Linked DNA regions of Mus musculus: region 2 is linked to region 1. Evidence: chromatin contacts called from public Hi-C data. All regions are on one chromosome and are shown on one strand. The core of a region is the stretch at or near the end of the contact, and the rest is flanking DNA. Distances in the headings are between cores, read along the strand shown.

Evidence for each region. A called contact is a pair of places that touch in the nucleus more often than the background predicts.
Region 2: a contact with region 1 is called in a Hi-C map of uterus, with 1.6 times the contacts expected there. The contact joins two enhancer-like sites. A contact is called at or near these places in 1 of 39 promoter capture datasets (the 3T3-L1 cell line), 6 of 484 Hi-C or Micro-C datasets (the 3T3-L1 cell line, nephron progenitors and uterus), 2 of 115 datasets of contacts at active chromatin or transcription factors (embryonic fibroblasts and embryonic stem cells) and 1 of 9 other capture datasets (embryonic stem cells).

What each region holds. Positions count from the first base shown.
Region 1 is chr14:23,288,709-23,293,896 of GRCm38.p6, forward strand. It overlaps a transcript of Kcnma1 not described here. Among named protein-coding and RNA genes, the nearest start is that of Gm10248, 200 kb to the left of the region's middle. Within about 2 kb of position 2,098, at least 10 of the 459 cell types and tissues checked have an H3K27ac peak or open chromatin away from gene starts, as enhancers often do. A contact at or near this core is called in uterus, where this site is marked.
Region 2 is chr14:23,387,424-23,392,611 of GRCm38.p6, forward strand. All of the region lies in intron 19 of Kcnma1 (potassium large conductance calcium-activated channel, subfamily M, alpha member 1), which reads right to left. Among named protein-coding and RNA genes, the nearest start is that of 5430425E15Rik, 120 kb to the right of the region's middle. Within about 2 kb of position 3,143, at least 17 of the 459 cell types and tissues checked have an H3K27ac peak or open chromatin away from gene starts, as enhancers often do. A contact at or near this core is called in uterus, where this site is marked.

The DNA.
Region 1 (5,188 bases), core at 848-3,347:
ATACACATCACCATGATCATCTTCCAGCTCGAGATGCAGCCTTGGCCCTGTCTAGACCACAGCTTCTGTGCCAACTCTGACCAAACACTTCCCAGAAAATTTCACCTTAACGATGCTGGTCTCATATTAATTGCAGTTAACTTTTTAAACCCCAGATAACCAGCACTGCTTGTCACAGTAAAGAAAATGTTTTACTTTCACAGATTCTTAATAAAAATACGATCACACAAATGATCCCGATAGTCCAGGACCATAAGCCAGGTCTCCATTATCTCGTCTCCATTGCACTCTGAAATATTATCCATGTTCCCATAACAGCTCATTAAGATCTTAGCATTCAATGGCTTTTCTAGCCTAAATCTCCCAAATCCTCCACCTCTCCCCCACAAAACAGTCTAAGACATAAAGTCCACATAGTCAGGTCCATCACAGCAAAACCTCACATTCCTGGTACCAGCTTCTTTCCTAGTTTACTGTGATAAAACACTGACCAAAAGCAATGTTAGGTGGTGGGGGGGACGGGGGATGGTAAAAGGTTCCAATTCATCCTTGATGGAAGTCAAAGCAGTATCTTTGAGGGAACAACTGAAGAGAGACCATGGAGGAACTCTGTTTTGCTGGGTCCCCTGTCTGGTTCTCAGTTGCTTTTTTTTTTTCGTTTTGTTTTTCTTTTCCTTTCCTTTCTTTTTAAAATACTAATAAATTTATTTATTTGTTTTACATCTCAATACAAGTTCCCTTCTCCTCCAAGTACTACAGATCCTCCCCGGTTTCCTCCTTCTTCTCTGAGAATAGAGAGGCTCCCCACCCACCATGAGTATCCCTACCCTACCCTGGCACATTATCACTGGAGGACTAGGCAAATCCTCTCCCACTGAGGCCAGACAAGGCAGTCCAGTTAGAGTAACAGGATCCACAGGCGGGTATGTAATAGATTCAGGGATAGCCCCTGCTCCAGTTGTTGGGGGACCCGTATGAAGACCAAGCTGCCCATCTGGTACATATGTTCAGGGAGTCTAGGTCCAGCCTGGGATCACTCTTTGGTTGGTGGTTCAGTCTCTGGAAGCCCCCAAGGGCCCAGGTTAGTTGAATCTGTTGGTCTTTCTGTGGAGTCCTTGTCCTCTTCAAGTCCACCAATCCTTCCCCCAACTCTTCTGGAAGACTCTCTGAGTTCTGTCTAATCATTGACTGTGGGTCTCTGCATCTCTTTCCATTGCTCAGCCTGTTCTTTTTTACCACCCAGGAAGACCAGTACAGAGGAGGCACTTCCCACAGTGTGTTGGGTCTTTCTAAACTCATTAGCAATTAAGAAAGTGCCCCCCCAAAACATGCCCACTAGCCAAAATGTTGGAGACAATTCCACTTGAGGTTCCCCTTTCCCAGGTCTATCAAGTTGACAACCAAGATTAGCTATTAGACTCAATATGTTGAGTAAAATGATAAATTAAATCTATGTGTATCAATCTGGAAGTATAACCAACTTATTAACATATTTTCTTATTTTAAAAGGCATATTGCAAAACCATTTTTGTGGCAAGGGTGCTGAATAATTTTTCTTGATCTTAGATCCCTTGAGTTTCTGACTTTTACCCTACATTTTAAGAATGGGACAGATCTGTAAGCATGAGAACCTGTCTCTCTTTTGGAAGGCTGAGCCTCAGCAATTGAAAATAGCACTATGCCCGATGTTTACATTTTGATCTCATCCTTGCTTTATTCCTTTAGCAAGCTGTGTATTCTGTTTGCCCTACGATTTTCTCCCAGGCAGAATCTATCTCGTCTGACATTGAGAAACAGTTAATATTGATCTTGGTGAATGGCCTCCTTTGATTTTTGCTACGGAGAGATCTCAGTAGAAATTCACAGATATTTTGTTTTCTTACCAAATGGAAAACCATGTTCCACAGTCATTGTGTCCTTTTGTCCAAGCCTACTGTTTTGCAACTCAGTGCCTCATCTCTTTCATTTGGCTTCTCTGTCACTATGGATCGTTCCCTAATATTTCATCCTTTATGCAGACTCCTTCCTTGGAGCTGAACTTGGCAGTAGAGTTTGCCTGACTAATGGAGACCATATGCTCTGCAATTACATTTCCCCAACAACATTCAGATTTGTTAGCAAATATTGAGAAGACAAGTTGAGACTCTGGAGCTCAAAGATCTGTGAGGAGTTGGCAGGAGAAGGTAAGCAAGTCTGCAGTTTCTCACTCCTGGCAATAAGGTCTGCTTGGGGCTGGTTTTGTTTGAGTACTGCCTCTGCTTTCTATTCTGTTGTTTTGATAAAACATCGAGAAAAAGTACATTTGGTAAGAATGAGGCTTTTTATTTTTTTTAACTTATGGGTTTAGTCCATCACTGAGGCAAGCCAAGGGAGGAACACAGAGGCAGATACTAGCGCATGGAGGAAAGTTGCTTACTGGAGTGGTCCTTGTGGCTTGTTCAGCTTGCTTTCATATACAATTCAGGATGACCTGCCCAAGGGCGATATTGCCTGCAGTGGGCTAGACCCTCCCACATCAATCATTAATCAAGAAAATGTTTCACAGAAATGCCCACAGGCCAAGTTGTTGTAGGCAGTTCTCAATTGAGGTTTCCTCACTCCAGATGGTTCTAGTCTCTGTTGCGTTGACAAAGACTAATAAGCATACGTACCCAGAGATTTGGCTTTCAAGGTATCAATCAGATTGTTCTTCAATAGCTAAGCAAACCTTTTATGTCTCTGTAAGGGCATGCTGTACTCTCTCCCACAGATCAATTTTTAATATGTGAACCAATAATTTATTACTTCAACTAGAGACCCAGAGTCATGTTATTACATACTGTTTTGTCAACAAGTCCCAATAAAGGAATGTAAACACTAACTAATGAAGTTAGTTAATGTTGGCTAATGAAGAAGGGTACAATCTCTAATGATATTAATTTTTGACAGTCTATATATAGTACATACATGGAACCCTCTCACCAGCATCTTCTTTTCTCAGAAGCCAGGTCAGTCTTAGACTAAGGAGACTGGTGTCCTGTAAGGGCTTCAAATCCACAAGATTCTGAAGATCTAGACTCAAATAGTATCATTGTTACTGGATATTATTGACTTGGGCATTTCATCTATGGGTGTGAAGAACAAGAAGGCCCACCCCTTAAGCAAGCTTCAACCCCTGTGTTTTGATGAGGAAGAAGCAGGGAGACTTTGCTCATTTGTATGAATAGCAAGGAAGGGTAGCTAGCATGGGAGCAGGTGGCAGAAGTGATCCAGTGTTGACTTCTCAAGGTTCTATGGAATGTAGGCAGTGTCTTTAGAGCACTATATTCTGGAGTCGCCTGTAGCAGCATGTGACCCTCTCAACCAGTGTGGCCCTGTATGACTCTGAACTTTTTAATGACACCAGCGTCCATTCCTCCCCAACACTGCTCATGCCTATGTTGGGAAGTACCCTGTCCCACAGTTGCAACTGAAGAAGCAACTTCATGGCTGCTTCTGGTCCACAATTTCACCTTCACAAAGGAGAAGGGGGTGAAATGGGACCTTAGGTAACCCTCCCCACACCCTATGGGACAGTTACAAAGACACAAGAAACACTCCTTGTTTTAGAACACAAATACATAAATTTTTAATCTGCGAAAAATACAAAATGAAACCATGTACAAGTTATGTACAAACCCTTTTTACAAGACAAGAGAGTTATCACTGGTTGTTACAGATGACAGAGTTGGGTAGGTCATTTCAGAGCACCAGCATTTATTCTCTTCTCCAGTTCCTGTCTGGTTACATAATTCATCATAGCCACAGTCACCATGCCAGCAATCAAAGTGTGAAAGACAAAGAAACAAACCACGCTCTTTTCCCTTAATGAATGTGTTGTAGGCTGACCTCTGCATATGGGTACCTCTGAATTGGTTTTTTTTTTCCCTTTGTCCCCTAAAGAAATCCCAAATGAAGGTTTTGGTGTTAAGTGGGGAAAAGTCTCTTTTCGGCATCTGTGTGGTGGGCCGTGAGCCAGACACTTTAGGCAGGATGTGATTGTACCACCTGGGAATGGAACGTTTTTAATTAGGATTTCCAGGCAGATCTGGGTTTATGTTTGAAATGTTGCAGTTCTGGTCAAATGTGTACACAGCGGAAGGAGAAGGGGAACGGCTCTGGTTTCGTGGAGACCTGGGGCTTGACTTGTCTCGTTATAGGGGCTCCTTCCCCCCATGACTACCTCCTCCTGGATGACTACCTCCTCCTGTCCTTCCCTATGACAACCTCCTCCTGGATGGCTACCTCCTGGATCCCTAGGGCAGGAAGTTCGGGGATGCTTTGACAGGCACATGTGTTGTGTGTGTACATTTCCATCGAAGACTCTAAACAGCAGGACAGGTGCTGTTTCCTAAGACAGGCCCTGGGGAGCTTCGGGGTCAGCTTTGGAGGACAAGAAGAAACACAGAAGTTTCTCATGGGATAAACAGACCAGGGGAAATCTCTTTTCAATGTAATATTCTACCTAGAAAGGAGCTCAGTTTTCACTTGGCCAAAAAGCATTCCTGTTTACCCCGGTCCAGAAAAGCCACCAGAACAAGGCGACCTTTGCATTTTGTGTATGAAGACTGTTGCAACTAGAAGGTTCTGGGTGTGCTATGCATGAGGGATGAGGTACAACGGGGGTGATATGAACTGATGAAAGGAGAGACCACCTCTCAAGACCTTTCTGTGGGTACTTTAGAGGGCATGCTGATGACCTGGGTACCCCGTGTACCCCATTTCCATGGTGTAAAAACTGACCGAGAATGACCTGCTACTTTCCCACTCATTCCAGTCTTCATGGCAACCACATGAGATAAAGACAAAAGGAGAAATTGGTCCTTACAGTCTGCCTCATTACTTCACTATTTCAGATCCCCTGTATCTCAACCCTCAGTTACTGGTTCATTTTCTCTATTTTAAGCCCTCCTTTCTGTTTCCCACTCTCCCAATACTAAAAAGATATTCTGTCCTAATCATATCAGCTTGGTTTGCTCCATTGAGCCCCTGAAAACTTGGCTATAGCCTCCAGACAGTTCTACTGACCTGTCATCTAAGCCTATGTTTTCTTCATTGAAAAACCTCATCCAGACTTCTCCCTTTATAATTACCTGAATCACAGGGGCGGGGGGGCTAAAGGGGGCTTCCTCATGATCTGGACCTCCCAAAACATCTTCTCAGCTGTTTG
Region 2 (5,188 bases), core at 1,893-4,392, 100 kb after region 1:
GAAACAGCCCTGAAACTCGGAATGCATGGAAGTTACCTTAAAGCTAAGAAGAGAACCATTAGTAGCGACAACATCAAAAGAAGCTTGGTATATGTTAACATGTATGAGGCTTAGATGAGGGTGGGGAGGGTGGCTAGGCCAGCTCAGCTGCTTGCTATTGTCCAGAAGACCCATAACAGAACATGCATCTTACAGTGCTTCCCTGAAAACCCTAAATAAACATAGGCGGTTAGGACACACAGCACCACAGGTATTCGAACAATCTAAGCATACTCCAGATCGGCTTCAGAATCTCCCACTTTTGTTTTTTTTTAAATATTTATTTATTTATTATATGTAAATACACTGTAGCTGTCCTCAGACACTCCAGAAGAGGGAGTCAGATCTTGTTATGGATGGTTGTGAGCCACCATGTGGTTGCTGGGATTTGAACTCCTGACCTTCGGAAGAGCAGTCGGGTGCTCTTACCCACTGAGCCATCTCACCAGCCCAGAATCTCCCACTTCTTAGGAGTAGCTTTTCTACTGTCAATTTGGGGTTACCTCATTCTGACTGACCCAAGGCAAAGGGAAAATGGTGTGTCAAGGTGAGAAAGGCAGAAAGGCTGTGCAAAGGCTCCCAACCCCAGGCTCTCTCCCACCTGCTCCATACTACACTCCCACCCCCACCTCCCACCCTAGGCTCCACTCAGGCTGAGACCCTATCAGTCACTTAGCGCTCCAGGCTGGGACTATGTGGCTGGGAGGATATCACATCTTATCAGAAATGAGTATCCACAGCAAATCACACCGAGACTAAACAGCACTTAAAAGATTAAAGGAAATAAATACAAGCCACATAAATGGTATTGAAAAAAAAAAAAAAACACTTAGGGTTGATATGCATCTCTCAGCTGGCAAACAGGCACTCTGGGTTTGACCTGAATTCATCTTTCTTTCAGAGGACAGGAGGTAGGCAACCAAAGCAATTGGAGGCCAGATGAAGTGTGAGTGTGTGTGCACGTGCTCACACATGTGCCTAGGTATACTTTTGCATTTTTCTGGCTTAGGCTGCAGAAGGAAGTCTCACATTGGTCCTTCGCATAATACAAGGGTATATCTTTTAGTGTGTGGGGCCACCATTGCACTGCAACTGTGGGACCTGGGGGGCTGCTAGTACACCACTTCAGTGAGTTTTTATGTGAGTTCATGAGGATGTTTATTGGGAGGTACAAACTATACTTTTCCTTTCATGAGCTCACAGTGCAACATCCCAAAAGGTCTTTCATCCAGCCTAGTTGACAACGGCTGGGTTTACCTGAGAACCCTGCATATTACCATGGTTGTGGCAAATTGTGGAAAGGGTCTCTATTCGTCCCTCACACTGGCTGTTCTGCTGGCTTCTTTTGCTTAACTTTTTCTTCCCCATTAGCTCCAGGCCTCTCATAAAGTACCCTCTTTGGTTAAGCACACATTTCCCTTTTATCCAGTCACTGCTGTTGGCTGGCATGGCTCCTCAGATGTGAGATCTGCAAGTTAATATGTGTTCGCCAGCTCTGGGGAGACACCTCGTTGTGGAGGGAGTCTAATGCCTGCTTCGATGCGAGGAGACTATTTATTTTCATTGTGAGTCTGAGAGATCATCCATCATAATCATAGCACATTTAGACTGGGATTTGTTCACTTCAATGGAACTGTGTTCAAAGCTTTACTCGGAGCCTGGAAATCTGTTCCCTGAAGAGCTGGGATGGAAAATGTCCCCGGCTTAAATATACGAATGCTGCGTAACGGAGAGCATTTCACATGGCTCAGGTCGCACAGGAAGATCAAGGATACGTTCTCTTTACAAAGAGGGACAGAAAATATATTTAATTATCCTCTCTTTGGGTTTTACCAATGTCTGCATATTTACAGAAAGCAGTTCTAGGAAAAGTAGCTGATCTCTCAGATATAATTCTTATCTCATGGCTTCTATGACTACATGAGAAATGAAAACAAAAGAGAGACTTAAGCTCACTCGCTTTCACGAAAGACAAACATGTTCAAGCAGCAGCGAGCCACTGCCTTGGGAGCACAAAGAGTCACAGGCTTGAACTTAACCTGCTTTCTGGCTCATTGCAATCTACCTTTCTAGCATCTTCCCATGCCTCCACACGAGCTGAATGAAGAGGTGTTCCTTTAAAGAAACCTGACTTGCCAGCTTCTTTAAAACACAAACAAGTTCGAGAATCTAATGTGGAATTTTTATAGGAGCCAAACTCTCCCAAGTCTTTGAGCCCTCGTAAAATTCAAGGGCTTGTTTTTGCGCATCCCTAAGTATAACACTTAATGTTCTGTTGTAACTTCCCAGCGCTCTCTTGTCTAATAGGCCCTGAATCTAACAGTTTTACAGTTTGGGGAGAAGAGTCAGCGTTAGGAAAATGTCAGGCAGGTCTAATGAGGCTTCAGATCCCCTCGTTGGCGCTGGAGTTTAATTTAAACTTACAATGATGTTTTAACATGTTTGCGTTTTCTTGACTAAAGAGGATTCATTATTTCGGTGACATAACCTCCAGACAATGCTCTGGGAATTGATTTAAGATGTGGTGGTAATTCCAACAGCCTTAATGCAGAGCTGAACATCTGTAACAACATTTCGCTCTCCTTCACATCAGCGTTCTGTTTTTAAGCAAGAGCAAAGCAACGTCTTCCAGAAACATTGGCCGGGGGCTGGGGCTTACTTCAAAATGATCAGATATTTTACAAGATTTTTTTTTAAAGCAACCCCTGCCTTTGTCTTCCTCTCCAGACTGCAAGTATTATGCCAGAGACCACTGGCGCTTCTTGTAAGGATCCGTGAGGTGGAGTGGGTAATGACTGTGACTTTCAGGTTGCCCAAGTAGCCTGTTACTTACATGGAATGAATCCACCAGTCCCCTCCAGCCCCGGGCATTTTCCCTCCTCCCTGTTTTCCCCAAGAGATTAAGGAGGGCAGAGTGGGGTGGGGTGGAGATGAAGCTCTGAGATTTAAAGGTGAGTTTGTTGGCTGGAGTTAAAAAATAGCTCAAAGCAAATAAACTCAGAAAAGTAATAAAAGGTAACAACTCATAAACATGAGTCAAACAGCTATCTCCATTACGTTATTAATGACCACATCTGGAGTAACCCACATCTGCACACACTTAGCAGATCATTAGTAATGTCATATTCACACTGGAGTCACTTAGAATAAATGGCATGCATAGTGGTATTGAACACAAAGGCATCAAACTGAAGGGGCTTCCTACTGAAGTCAGGGTGCAAGCTGCTAGTCGGAGAGTGGGGTTGTTTTCATGATCATCCATTGGTTTTGTTTTTTGGTTGTTTTTTTTTTTTTAATGGCTTTTCTCTTTCAAATTTTGTGGCCCAAAGAAGTTAAATGCATGCTGAAAGCCACAGTAGCTCTCTGTCTTCTGCAACTGAGCTTAGTGTGTTACAGTGAAACGCTGAGGGGTACCAGGCAACTGTTAAACACTGGGACAAAGCCCAGCACTCCTTCACCTGGCTTGGGCACGTGTGGAGAATTGGGAGTCGCATTCTTGTGCATAAATGGGTCTTTGTGATAGCGGGCTCTAGCTTCAACCTTGACTGCCAAACAATAAGGAGAGAAGAAAATTGAAATTAATCCCGAATGAAATTGTTCATTACAAAAGTTACCCACTGTTTTTTAACATTAAATACAACCATCATTTTGTGTTAGAATGGAAGTTTCTCCCTTGTGGCTGAATGGCAGATTTTCCCCACCCCCACCCCTCAAGTGTCCATCTAAAATACTCTCTGGAGGGGTGACATGTAAAACTTAAAGAAGACATTCTCCTTTATGCAGAAATTTCTAAAAGTATATAGAGCTCCTCTTCTCTCCTACAATGCACACACACACATACCCCAAAACTAATATCTTAGCAGGATCAGGCAGATTATCTTCTGGAAAGTACTGGAGAAAGTCCTGCTCAATACTGTTCATGTTTCATGTCTTTATCCCTCAGTATTAAACTATGGAAGGCCCGATCAGCCATCTTGGTTTTGATACCACTGCTCAGCTTGGTTTAAATCTAAATGTCATGCATTGGACACTCAGAAAGAGTAGTGTGGCCGGATCATTCAGGGCAGAGCTCAGAGGTAGAGTGCTTGCTTAGCATGAGTGATGGCCTGGGTTCTAGCCCCAGCATCACTAGAAAGGGGGAGATTGTGATGTGCCACGTTTCCCTGAGCCATCTGTACCATCAGTTCCATCAGAGAGACACAAGTACTTTCTAGAGTGGTCCTGTTTGATCTACAGCTGCTCTCTGGCAAACACTGAGGACAAACAGTGACCGCACAATTGCTGTTGTCAAGGTTAATAATAGCATGCTTCCTTTCCTCTCCTCCAAGACAGACCACAGAAGTCCCGGTGACATTGTCATTCTGCAGAGAGAGTCATGTGGACAAAAGGTCCTTGACTGACTGGAGTCCCTGAGAAATGTAAAGGCCTGTTCTCCATCAAGGAGTCTGGACTAATTAACACTTTGGGTCTTTATAATGTGGACACCAGGGGAAAATGGATCCTAAATGAGAGAAGGATGCCCCACCCCCACCCCCAGCATCCTGTCATATATACACAGGCTGGTAACAGGAAGTGGTGGTCCTTTAGAAATGACTGAAAAGCAATGATAATAAATTCCAGACAGATAACCCATAGTATGGGTGGGTACCATAACTGTCTATGCTAGTACCTGTTGATGAAGGATGATGCCTGTAGCTAGGAATTGCCATGAGTCAATCAATGAGACTGGGCACTAAGCATGGCTAAGACAAAGGGTGGGGGACATAGAGAAGTCATCCTTAGGATGAGAATTTCTGATCTGACATTCAGGGGATATAGTATCCAAGAATTCTTCACAGTCCCCTTACTAAGATCAATCAAGGAAAGTGGTTGTGAAAGATCATGGCAAGATATTAGTGTACAAATAATGACAAGATGAAGGATGTTACCCCACCACCATACTGTCTCAAACATACAAAACTCCCTAAAATTGAACAGTCACGTCTTCCTGTACGTTATCCAGCTGGGAAATCTCACAACCTGTAGCTGAAAAAACAGGAAACAGATTTATTTGTAAAGCTCGGAGGGCGTAGGTTATTAAAGGAATCTGTCATTATATAAAATGAAAATGGGCGGCTATATTGTACTAACATGGCACAGGGCGCACCCG